Regions from separate parts of the Bombyx mori genome. Here regions 2 and 3 are each linked to region 1. Evidence: chromatin contacts called from public Hi-C data. All regions are on one chromosome and are shown on one strand. Each heading gives the region's core, a stretch centred on a gene start, on an enhancer-like site or on the middle of the called end of the contact. The rest is flanking DNA. Distances are from core to core; before and after follow the strand shown. Region 1 overlaps LOC101743645 (LIM domain transcription factor LMO4). Region 2 overlaps LOC101743645 (LIM domain transcription factor LMO4). Region 3 overlaps LOC101743645 (LIM domain transcription factor LMO4).

What was found. Hi-C and Micro-C count contacts between places; a contact is called where the count stands out from the background.
Region 2: a contact with region 1 is called in a Hi-C map of midgut, with 2.0 times the contacts expected there. The contact joins two enhancer-like sites. A contact is called at or near these places in 3 of 7 Hi-C or Micro-C datasets (middle silk gland, midgut and whole pupa).
Region 3: a Hi-C map of whole pupa shows a contact between it and region 1, with 2.7 times the contacts expected there. The contact joins two enhancer-like sites. A contact is called at or near these places in 3 of 7 Hi-C or Micro-C datasets (middle silk gland and whole pupa).

Annotation. Positions count from the first base shown.
Region 1 is chr4:5,530,386-5,534,232 of ASM3026992v2, reverse strand. All of the region lies in intron 1 of LOC101743645 (LIM domain transcription factor LMO4), which reads left to right. Among protein-coding and RNA genes, the nearest start is that of LOC119628475, 46 kb to the left of the region's middle. Within about 2 kb of position 2,037, at least 8 of the 8 cell types and tissues checked have open chromatin away from gene starts, as enhancers often do.
Region 2 is chr4:5,438,730-5,442,258 of ASM3026992v2, reverse strand. The region is part of intron 4 of LOC101743645 (LIM domain transcription factor LMO4); the gene reads left to right. Among protein-coding and RNA genes, the nearest start is that of CPR57, 34 kb to the right of the region's middle. Within about 2 kb of position 1,573, at least 5 of the 8 cell types and tissues checked have open chromatin away from gene starts, as enhancers often do.
Region 3 is chr4:5,419,816-5,423,502 of ASM3026992v2, reverse strand. It overlaps LOC101743645 (LIM domain transcription factor LMO4), which reads left to right. Exons shown (of 5, transcript XM_021349987.3): 5 at 2,095-3,674. Among protein-coding and RNA genes, the nearest start is that of CPR57, 15 kb to the right of the region's middle. Within about 2 kb of position 2,307, at least 5 of the 8 cell types and tissues checked have open chromatin away from gene starts, as enhancers often do.

The DNA.
Region 1 (3,847 bases), core at 788-3,287:
GATCGCGACCCACTGAGAAGATCCGGCGAGAGACTCAGTTGGCTAGACGTAGCGTAGTAGACGTATGAGTCATTTCTACTTTAAAAATAAAAACGACCAGGTCTATTCACCATATCGCACCAAAATAAAACACTGATGAGAATAGTATCCAAATTTTAACCAATATCACGACAATGTTTTTGTTATTCTGTACGTTATCATTAATCATAGGTCTTTGCTGGTTTAAAACCATTGAATACGTCATACCACTTTTACGTGGTTTTGACAAATCGCTAAATATGAACTTCAGGTCCTAAATAACTTTTTTTTATTGCTTATATGGATGGACGAGCTCACAGCCCACCTGGTTTTTAAGTGGTTACTGGAGCCCATAGACATCTACAACGTAAATGCGCCTCCCACCTTGAGATATAAGTACTAAGGTCTCAGTATAGTTACAACGGCTGCCCCACTCGTCAAACCGAAACGCATTACTGCTTCACGGCAGAAATAAACAGGGCGGTGGTACCTACCCGTGCGGACTCACAAGAGGTCCTCCTACCACCAGTAATTACGAAAATTATAATTTTGCGGGTTTGATTTTAACTGTTAAAAAAGGGACCGCGATTATGTATTAGAAAATGAATAATGAAATAAATGTTAAATTTATTGTTGTTTTTGTGTAATTTTTATGCTCTTTAATTGTGCTTTAAAACTATAACAGAATTATTTTGCTGCGTTGAAGATATTTATAAGGAAACTGAGTACGTTCATTTGTAAGTGAATTCGTTCGTGAAATGAGTGCAGTAGGATGACCTCGAGCGGGGAGAGATGGCGGGACATTGTAAGGCACATTAAATCTACCCCGATACTAAATAATGATCACAATCACTCTGTCAAAAATGAAACGACTAGGAAGAAGAATTAGTTCGTGTGTCACGAAAATTCTATCTAATATCTGGTTAAGCTTTTTAAGTTAGGTAGGTAGGCTCATAATCCTCATGCTAAAATCTAATGCGCATATGACCAAAAAACTGCTTCTATTGCGTCGGATCCACAAAAAGTACTAACATAGATGTCGGTCGGTGTAGAAAAAATCTTGCTAAGTACTATCTGTATACAAAGCCGACCTGCATTACAAACAGCAATAGACCTGAAGAATAAATTTTATCTTGAAGATATCTTACGTTAATAGAAGTAGAAAATATTAAATGTAGAAACATAATTTTCATAAATATATAAATCTGACGCGTTTAAGCACATTTATCTTATACGACCGCGACGGTGCAACGCAAAGCCTCCATTGCCCAAAACATGTCTTATCCGATCCCCTGGATTCACTGTCGGTGCTTTTAGGTCCTTCAAGCACCGGTCACCGTCCTCGTCGAACTCGTCGATTACGACGAAGAGCTCGACGAACGAACTAGCCCATAGACACAGCCCACTGAGTTTCTTTGTCGGATCTTCTCAGTGGGTCGCGATTCCAAACCGGTCGTAGATTCTGCGAAGCACTACTCTTGCTGGGGCTAGTGTTAGCAATTTCTCTCAGGTTGAGCCAGTCACCTACCGGTCCGGGCGTAACTGAAATAGCCTCATAGGCTACCAGCGAATAGGCAGAGGAAAAAAGCACATTCTTATCAATTACGAATTGAACACCTAGATTACTCGTAATTAGGTAGTAAGTAGATAAACATAAAAGAAGAAACGAGTTAAAATATGGAATAAGTGAACTCGATGTTGAACGAATCTCAGATCAGCATTAGATAATCCGATTAAGTTAAATGTAATCTTATCAGTATTTGTTTCATTATATTCATGAATTAATCTCTTTATTCGGAAAAATCTTTCATTCGCTATAGAAAAGAGTTTTTAATATCTAGGCGCTTATAAAAGCTTAATTACACAATGAACCAATAATTATAAATTATCAATCGTCGCAAATGTGTGGGTGACGACGGTACGCGATGTCGGTGCGTCATTAAGGAGTATTCACAGAGTCCGACAATATTCTTCATTTACGTACCGGGCGGCCGTCATTTGGCGCATTGTGACCGACACGGAGTGTTCAGCCTCACCCTTAACTGCGCTGCACGGTGCAGTGTGTCGCCGCCTTAATTGTACCCTTGTCTCGCTGTTATGGGCAACATGACGATTTACTTCAAGTTATTGTCGTACTATGTACATACGTGGTTGTCATTGCATTAATGCAGATAATTAAAAGAATAGAATTAATGATATGCTTTGTATTTTAATTGTCTAATATACTTATAATATTTTAGGCAGAGCATCTTTTATGATAGCATCCTTGATATCTAGAGTCTAGACCATCAGCTTAGATAGGAAAAAGCCGAAAGAAAATTAAAAAAAATCGAAAGAAAGAACTCTTTAATATAACTCTTTTCAGATGCTGTAGCTTCTAATTAAAATTTCAATGAAAAATTCAATACAATATAATTAACAACTAAACCAACAAATAAGAAACATAACCTAAAACCTAAGCATAAAATCAAAGTCGTTAATGTCCTGAACCAACTATGGAAAGAAAACGATATTGTTTGAGAGAGCACAGCTGTACCAGTTACCAAACGACTTTAAATAATGCAACAACATAAACATGTTTAAAACCAAACCAAAATGTTTCTTATGTACAGATAACAAAACGCCGATTTTGGTTTGGCACACATTTTATTGACAAACCAATGTGGATTACCATTTCCTTATATTTAATTTAATGTGAACATTATGTTATTACGAGAAATAAATAATATTTAAACCTAATTGAATTGCATTTGCATAACGATTGCCCAGCCCTTCAAGCCGGAAGGCATTGAATCGATCCAGCTTTTTTGTGTGTATCTTTTTTGTTTTGTAACTAAACTACATAGTTAAAGATTAAATTATTTTTAATAATGATAATAGTCAGAATTACAATCAAAATTACATTATATTTGTTACGAAACCTAATAAAAATTAGCGTAAGAAGCGATAACCTTTATTAAACTGTAACTTTCTGACAGTCTAAAAGGTGCACTGCGCTAATTAAGAACTAGAATTAGTAACACGTTCACCTGTCATACTTATAATTTACATGAAGAACTTTACCTCAATGAGATAAAGCACATATTCCAATAACTTTATTAGACTATGTTGTGTAACGGTGCATTTGCTTAGTTATAAAAAAATACCTCGATATCTGTCTAATCTGAGTCATAGATTACCACATCATTTCCATCTAGACATAGTGCTCATGATTAATAGGGCCCATTAAATTTAAACAAAGATTCATTTTCTGAGCGATTGTACTCTTTTAAAGGCAGCATCTCACTGTCGTGAAAGCACTTTTAAAATAATTGTGGAATGGGCCTTTATGTTCGCTCCAAAAAATTTTAGTTACATAATTAAACCTATTTCTTGATACCAATTCACTGGCAACACCTTAAAAAATCGATAGCTTAGTTGAATTTTTGGCGGGAACGCGAGGAGTGAAGTTGTGTGATTTGTTTTATTTTGTCTATTTAGTGTTTCTTCGGGTTTAAATGTGTAATAATGGTGGTTTATTAACTGTTTAATATCTATGAAAGTGCACAAATGTGGGAAAATTAAACAAAGCCGCTGGACGTAACTTCTCGGGATCCTCCAAAAAGTCCACTGAAAAAATCTTAGTAAATGACCACCATTTTACTGAAATTATATTTCATCCCATATCATTTCATTTAATTTCATCCCAGTTGATTAATGTCTCAAGTTAATCATCTTCATTTCATTTCACTCCATAATATAATTTGTCATAAAAATATGAATATACATTAAAATAAGACATGACTTAAAGGTCTCAGTTACCAGGTCATAACATCCCTTAAAAAAAAGA
Region 2 (3,529 bases), core at 324-2,823, 92 kb after region 1:
AAGTAATAGATACGTTAAAAAGGGGAAACAATGAAATTCAATCGTATTATTTCAGCTCGACAACATAAACGTATTTCACTTTATATGTTTTACTTTTCTATTTTCTTTCATCACCCAAATTGCACAACTGCAAATGGAACTCATCATCGAAATTAAAATTTTCAATCACCAAAACGGTATTAAGCACCTCTTTTTTATATTTAATATGCCCGCCCATTAGTCATATGAAACATGTGCCAATACAAATGATATGGAGGTTTATGAATGACAGGGCGGCAGGGCGGGGGCGGATGAAGCGGGGAGGGTGGACTAATGGATTACATTCGCGCGAGTGAATTAGGATATTGTCGTTGGATCTGTTCCGGTGCACTCCTTATGATCACCGTACACGTCTGATGCCACAAATTAAATATTGATGTTGCGAAGCATTATGTGATTGGACTGTAATTGTAATAAATTGTATGCTTGTTTGAATGTATCATTACGAATTTCCCGCATTCGATAAATACATCGACCAATCTCAAAAGCATAGTCGAATCACGTTAGAAAGAAACATTGTTTATATTCATTTGTCTCGAGACAGTATAATAGGAACAGAAAATTCTAAATACATTTAAATAATCATGTAATACATGACAATATCATCGGTGAACATCCAGAGAGAAAAGACGCGATACCGCACGTGACGCCGAAACTCAGGCTGAGTGTTGGCAGTGCCAAACTGTAGCCTCTCGCTACAAGGGTTTCAACTTATCAATTACACCGTTCGCTACTTACCGCGCGGAAAGGGCAAATTGATTTAATGTAACCAGAGTGCTTTGACGAATATTATTAACGTCTTTTTCGCCCTCCTTTTGTGGGGGCTGTAATGCACGCTTTGTTCTTTCTCGAAGCTATGTGTAACATCGAATCACACTTATCTTATTCTAAATTGCACAGAGTATGTTGTTACGATAGATGGATGAAGCATGTAACTTAATTAGGAAATTAATACTGACTTTGATTTTAAGTCGATTTTCTTTTAAATAGCACCTTTTTCTTTTGAGAACAACTCAAAAATTGCAACGCAAATAGGAATTAGAAGCTGAGTATATCCATAGATGTTGTGCAATGCCAATTTTCTCTGTAATAATCTTGTTGGTCGCCTGGAAGTCTTCCACAATTAAATTTAGAAAACACGTTGTTTTATGAAATAAATTAAAAAAGTTGTGAAAGTACCTATGCTTATACAGTAAATAGTATTCTATTGCATGTGACAATTAGGCGTATTTATCTTATAAGCATTTTAATTATCCCTATTAAATTCATAAAATACTAATTATTTACACAATTAGCATCTAAAATATTGATAAATTATCGTAACGAAGAAAAGCAAAATAATTTAACGCCATCAAAACAAATGTAATAACTCAAAAATGCTCATTATTACGGCACCAACGAGCAAGCATCTAAATTCTGGCACGTCTATTGACACAATCGGATCGACGTGCGAACGGCCAGCCTATATATCCGTCTGTGGGCCGACCGTTAATAAATACGTCGAGTACAAGTCCTCTCATTAGAGCGCCATAACTCCTCATTAGCGGGCATGCTAATTAATGTGACGTTTACGAGGACGTCGCCCGTAACTCACTCTGCGAGCGCCCCGGGCTCTTCCCGCCATTTCTTGCATGTTTCATTCGATCGGTGTTCGTTCTTAACGTTTTTAATGAACGCGCGTAATCCGATCTAGAAATTTCCAACGCATATTCTAATAAAAAAATTTTTTTTTAAGGATATCTAAAATCTAGTTTTCAACATAAGTCAGTATATAAATAGCTCCTATAACATAGCTTTTTCATTGCAAAATTCACTTAAATAAAACAATATTTATAAATGGATTCGTATTTTTAAAATGGCCACTAACTCACCACATGTATGGACCGCCATTTGCATAATTTGTCGTTGAACTACGCAAGCGTACTATAAACTGCAAATCCAGTAATGATGCAAATGAGATTAAAATCATTAAATCTTACTTTTATTATATCAACCTGCGCATTAAGCTGCACTGCTGCCGAGTTTACTAGTCTGTGTGGTTTACATTTAACTTTTACTATCGTAGTAGGGCTGAACGCCTGTCCTATTCTCATATTGAAAACGAAGAGAAACTGCATTCACGGGATATTTATAATTATTTAATAAAATACACTTTTCAATAACTAGATAACTTCTTTGGTTAGTAATAAATATGTTATGAACCGAAAGTAATCTACTTTTGTTTTTTTTTAAAGACAACCCTAACCCAGGTATGAGGGGCTAATATTAAAACGAAGGAGCACCGAACATATCGCACCGCTCCATCGGGGATCAACCGTCGTAATTAAAGCTTTAGGGCGAAAGTTGAACGTGAGATTATAATCGCGGACATAATTTTAAATCAAATTAACACTTCAACTTTAAACCGAGGTCATTAATGGCATTACAGCGAAACAATATGGAGTCGTGACCGCGCCAGCCGATGCCTAAATAATAAATAAATAGATGCGCTATTATCTCGGCATCGCATCTCGCCGTTAATGTTCGACGCTCGACTTTTATAATTAACAATAAATTCGATATGTTTTTTGTGAAGCGGCCAACGATTCGACGCGTCCATTTTTCCTGCAAAGGGCTGCATGCGATACCGATCTTAATAACATGTGTAATAATGCGGCGCCCCTGTGGTCCCCGTTACCTATTTGTTCATTATTAGACCACAAAATACTTACTAACTATACGACTAATTTATAAAGAAACCTCTAGCTAATTTTGTTCTCTTCAATAAATCTTCCTTCCTGGAATTCCGTTGAAAAACACCAAAATACTAGAGGGCCTGGCTCTCGAGCTTCGACTCCGTTATCTCGTTATCCTAATGAAGTCTACGCTAATGACGAGTAGGTAAATAATAGGGCGGCTAATGGGGGCTTTATCATTCTCGAGTGCGCTCCAGGTAAGGGCCAATTAGAGAGCCCGACATCGGTCCATATTGTTCGGCAACTCGCTTCGATTACGATTATTTCCGAACGGCTCTCGATACTGATAAATTGGACAAACTATTGCGAAATGACGTCCGCGGCTTGCGGTCCCAGCTTTAATTTCCTGTTAAATTGTCGTATTCCGACTGCACAATAAAGCATCAACTATCCATGTAATTTAATTGCTTCCCAATAGAACTTAAGTATTTTTCATTTGTTCTATTGATTAGCAGTAATTACACTAACATAAAAAAAAAGACGAGTGGCACTCGGAGACTGCCGCGGTAAAGCTATTGCTTAGCATTTTTTATCAACTTATGTAATTATAATTAGACAATGATAATTTAATATTAAAACAATAATAAAACAAGACCACGCTATATTAAACATTAATAAAAGCAAAACATTAACTGTCCCCTTCACACTCATAAGCTGGACCGCGCGAGAGAGAGATCGGCAGAATTTTCATGATGCGCATGCAGTGTGACGTCACGCCACGCGCTTATTAACACTACACAAGCGCAACGTGTGAA
Region 3 (3,687 bases), core at 1,058-3,557, 110 kb after region 1:
ACAATTTTTTTTTTATTGTTTAGATGGGTGAACGAGCTCACAGCCCACCTGGTATTAAGAGGTTACTGGAGCCCATGGACATCTACAACGTAAATGCGCCACCCACCTTGAGATATCAGTTCTAAGATCTCAGTATAGTTAGTAGTATACTCTACACTATCTTTGGTTGACTGTTAGAGAATGCCTTAAGCATTAAATCCGCAAATGTAAATTTTACATGAAGTGTAATAAATAAATAAAGAAATGAAATTTTTTTTAATACTGAAATAATATATTCTCACGTTTTTATTTTCATTTTACGAATCTCGCTTTTGTGTACGGGGCAATACAACAAACACGTATTGCATGTACAGATAAATAATATACATGTTTAATTAACGCCATTTCTAATTCATAATCCGACAGTGATAAATTAGACAGTTCCGGCCGCTCGTAATTAGGTACGCAATTATCGCGGCCCGTTTGAATTCATTAATACGGAGAGTACCTACATCTAAGTAAACGTGATTTATGTCGCGCCGTAGTACTCTGTCGCTAATTGTACTAATAAAACGTAACCTACTCAATATCGATCTTCGGGTTTGAGTAACCGAACAATCAGTGCGGCGTGAAATAATTAATCGACTACACTAAAGCCCCCTCACGTTGTTTCCTTGTTCTATTATTAGGTAATAATCATGTTTGCAGCGACCGCCGGGCGCACATAATTGGAAGCCCCGTACGGCTGTTTAATTTACTTAGCCTCAGCATCTGGCTCGATCGTGAAACAATTGCCGGCCGCCTAATTATATTTTAATCGCAACGGGCCCCTATGCACGCAGCGGTCTGCCGAATAAACTTCGTGTAAATCATTCGAGAACAGATCAAAACACTGCGACGACTCGGGAGTTGTATGAGAATTAGTATCGTTTTTTTTTTTGTTGCTTTGATGGGTGGACGAGCTCACAGCCCACCTGGTTACTGGAGCCCATAGACATTCACAACGTAAATGCGCCACCCACCTTGAGTTACAACGGCAGCCCCACCCTTCAAACCGAAACGCATTACTGCTTCACGGCAGAAATAGGCAGAGTGGTGGTACCCACCCGCGCGGACTCACAAGAGGTCCTACCACCAGTAATAACAATCGTAACATAATTCCTAACGTTGAACACTAAAGCGTTGAAGTGAACGTTTTAATTAAGCACATAGTACATGAGTTGCGAAACACAAGGGCGTCGGGTAAATTAAGTTCACCTTGTTCAAAGTCTGTATACAAGGTTCTGATTTAAAATGCAAGAATATGCTTGTCTTATAGCTAAAGATTAAAGGAGAACATTGTATAGTTTTTTTTTTGTCTAGTCCGAGACCTCGCGAGCTGGTTTCGCATAATAAGATTCGTCAAGGTTGATCAAAGACTATAAATATTTAAATTGAACATTGTCGAAACACCCTTATACGTGAACAGATGTTAACATGAACAACAACTGAACTAAAGATGTCTGCACGGCAATACTGTGAAAGTTATAATAAATTCATAACAATTTCTCTAATAATAATTCGTAAACAAAAAATCGTTAATGTTTTTTTTTATAAATTCTTATTATGAAATCCTCATTGTTGGCTAGTAGTAGTAATAGTTAGAATTCCGACTATGCTGCTATTGAAATAAACACTAAAACTGTTTAAATAATTTTTTACGGTATCACGATATGAATCACAATATGTTCATAGACTTCTACCGACGCAAAGTTTCCTATCGTTGAAACCTATAAGGTAATGATCTGTAAAAGTTACAAGTAGCCGTCAGCCGAAGAGACGTGTGATACGATTTAGGAGGGAATTGCTCCTGCGCCCGTTCTGCATTAGCGTGAAAGCCTCCATGAGGCGGGCGGACGAGGCCTGGAGCTGCGCATTGGCCATTAGCGTGATTAGAGAAGAGCCTCCACTCCTACACCCCGCACCAGTCACCGATTCTTTAGGCCTCTCATCTCATAATAATACATACTTCATTATTAATGAAAGCTCGTGTTTTACTCCCGGAGATTGCACTCGATCTACGTAATTGCGAATCTAATGAATGTTTAAAGTTTATTTTCTTTTTCTTGTTTACAGGTGATGGCATGCTCTTATCTGAGGACGTCGGGCATTAATTCTCAAGTACCAAGCGTGTCCAGTTGGACACCGCCGGTAGCGCCGACTTTTCATTCGTCATATGTGACGGGACCGTCGAATACGACAGCGGTCCCCCCTCCATTCGTGACGCCCTTGGACGCGTTCGGTCAACAGAGCACATCCCTAACGGCGTATCCCGCAAACGATCAGGAGCCGGCCCTCGATTTAACAACAACCCCATCGCTGGAGTCTCGACCTCAGAACAGTGAGGACGAAACAGTGTGATAGTGCTGTGCCACAGACTTTGTTAACACGGGCAGTAGCGAATGTTCACTCACTGAAACGGGCGACACGTAGTCACGCCAGCGAGTAACATTTGCCCTAATGTCATTGAACTGTTAAGTTATATATTTAGTACCTAATACATATTTAATTTCGGTTGTGAAAATGGCAATTTATGTAAAACTTAATTCGCTGTGTGTAAAAATTTCCATTTACTGGTACTTAATAAGCGTTTAACAAAACGGATGTGTATGACACAAGAGTGTTATCTATGTTGATAGCAAGTGATAGCAGGGATGTTGTCGTGAAGGTTTCTATGGCATATCTTACGTAATGTAGTTGTCTACTTCTAGTATATCGTATACTACAAGCTCGTGGTTGTATTGTATTAATGAAATTTAACGGTTAAGATCCATCGAACTGCAATGATTGTTAATATCTATACTTTATTGTCAGCATTTATGCAAATCACTTCAGATTATCTATCACATAATCTAAATAGTGAAGTACGAACAATGTTTAAAATGTACTAGTTAATCTTGTTATACAATTGTATTTAATATCGAATCTTGCCAGAATTGAGTACCAATAAAATATTAATTTAACTTTACACGCGTCTCTGTGATTTGCAATTTTGCTATGTAAATATTCTTGTCGACTAAGTTACTTCATGTTATGAGCTGTATCGAATGCTCGTCAATATTTTTCGTTCGGGTTGTAAATATTAGCGTAACTTTCTAGACGTAAGTAGACACATCTTGTACCTAAAAGTTTTGGCGCGAAACTTCATTGCAATAATTATGATGCCAACATTTTTGAACTTTTAAAATCGAATAAGAAACGTTCTAAATACTTATTAATGATTGTTTCAACGGTTGGACTTGTTCGAATCGATTTTAATGTTAACACTATGTAAGTAATTTTAAACGCTAACATTCCTTGCTGTGTACACTTAGGAAATTATTATTTTAACTGTTATAAATCTTAATCAATGTTAGACCAGTGTTTTAACGATTTCAAAAAGTAATTCATATCAAAACGTTTAGTTGATAATGACAAAAAAAAATATATAAAATGTTAGCGTTTAGTCAGTCTTGCCATCTAATATTAATGTTTAATAGAAAATGAAGAAGCTTGAGGTTTGAAATGAAATGTATTTACATTTAAAGCTCACGGCTAATTCAATTTCTAAGACAAAACACTTGTGGTGTTACCAGTACACAAAGAGAAGCATACCTACATACCTAGCCTAAGAGAGCCGGTGACAGGAGGAGAAAATAAACAATTTTGTAAATTAAGAACTTGTTTTAT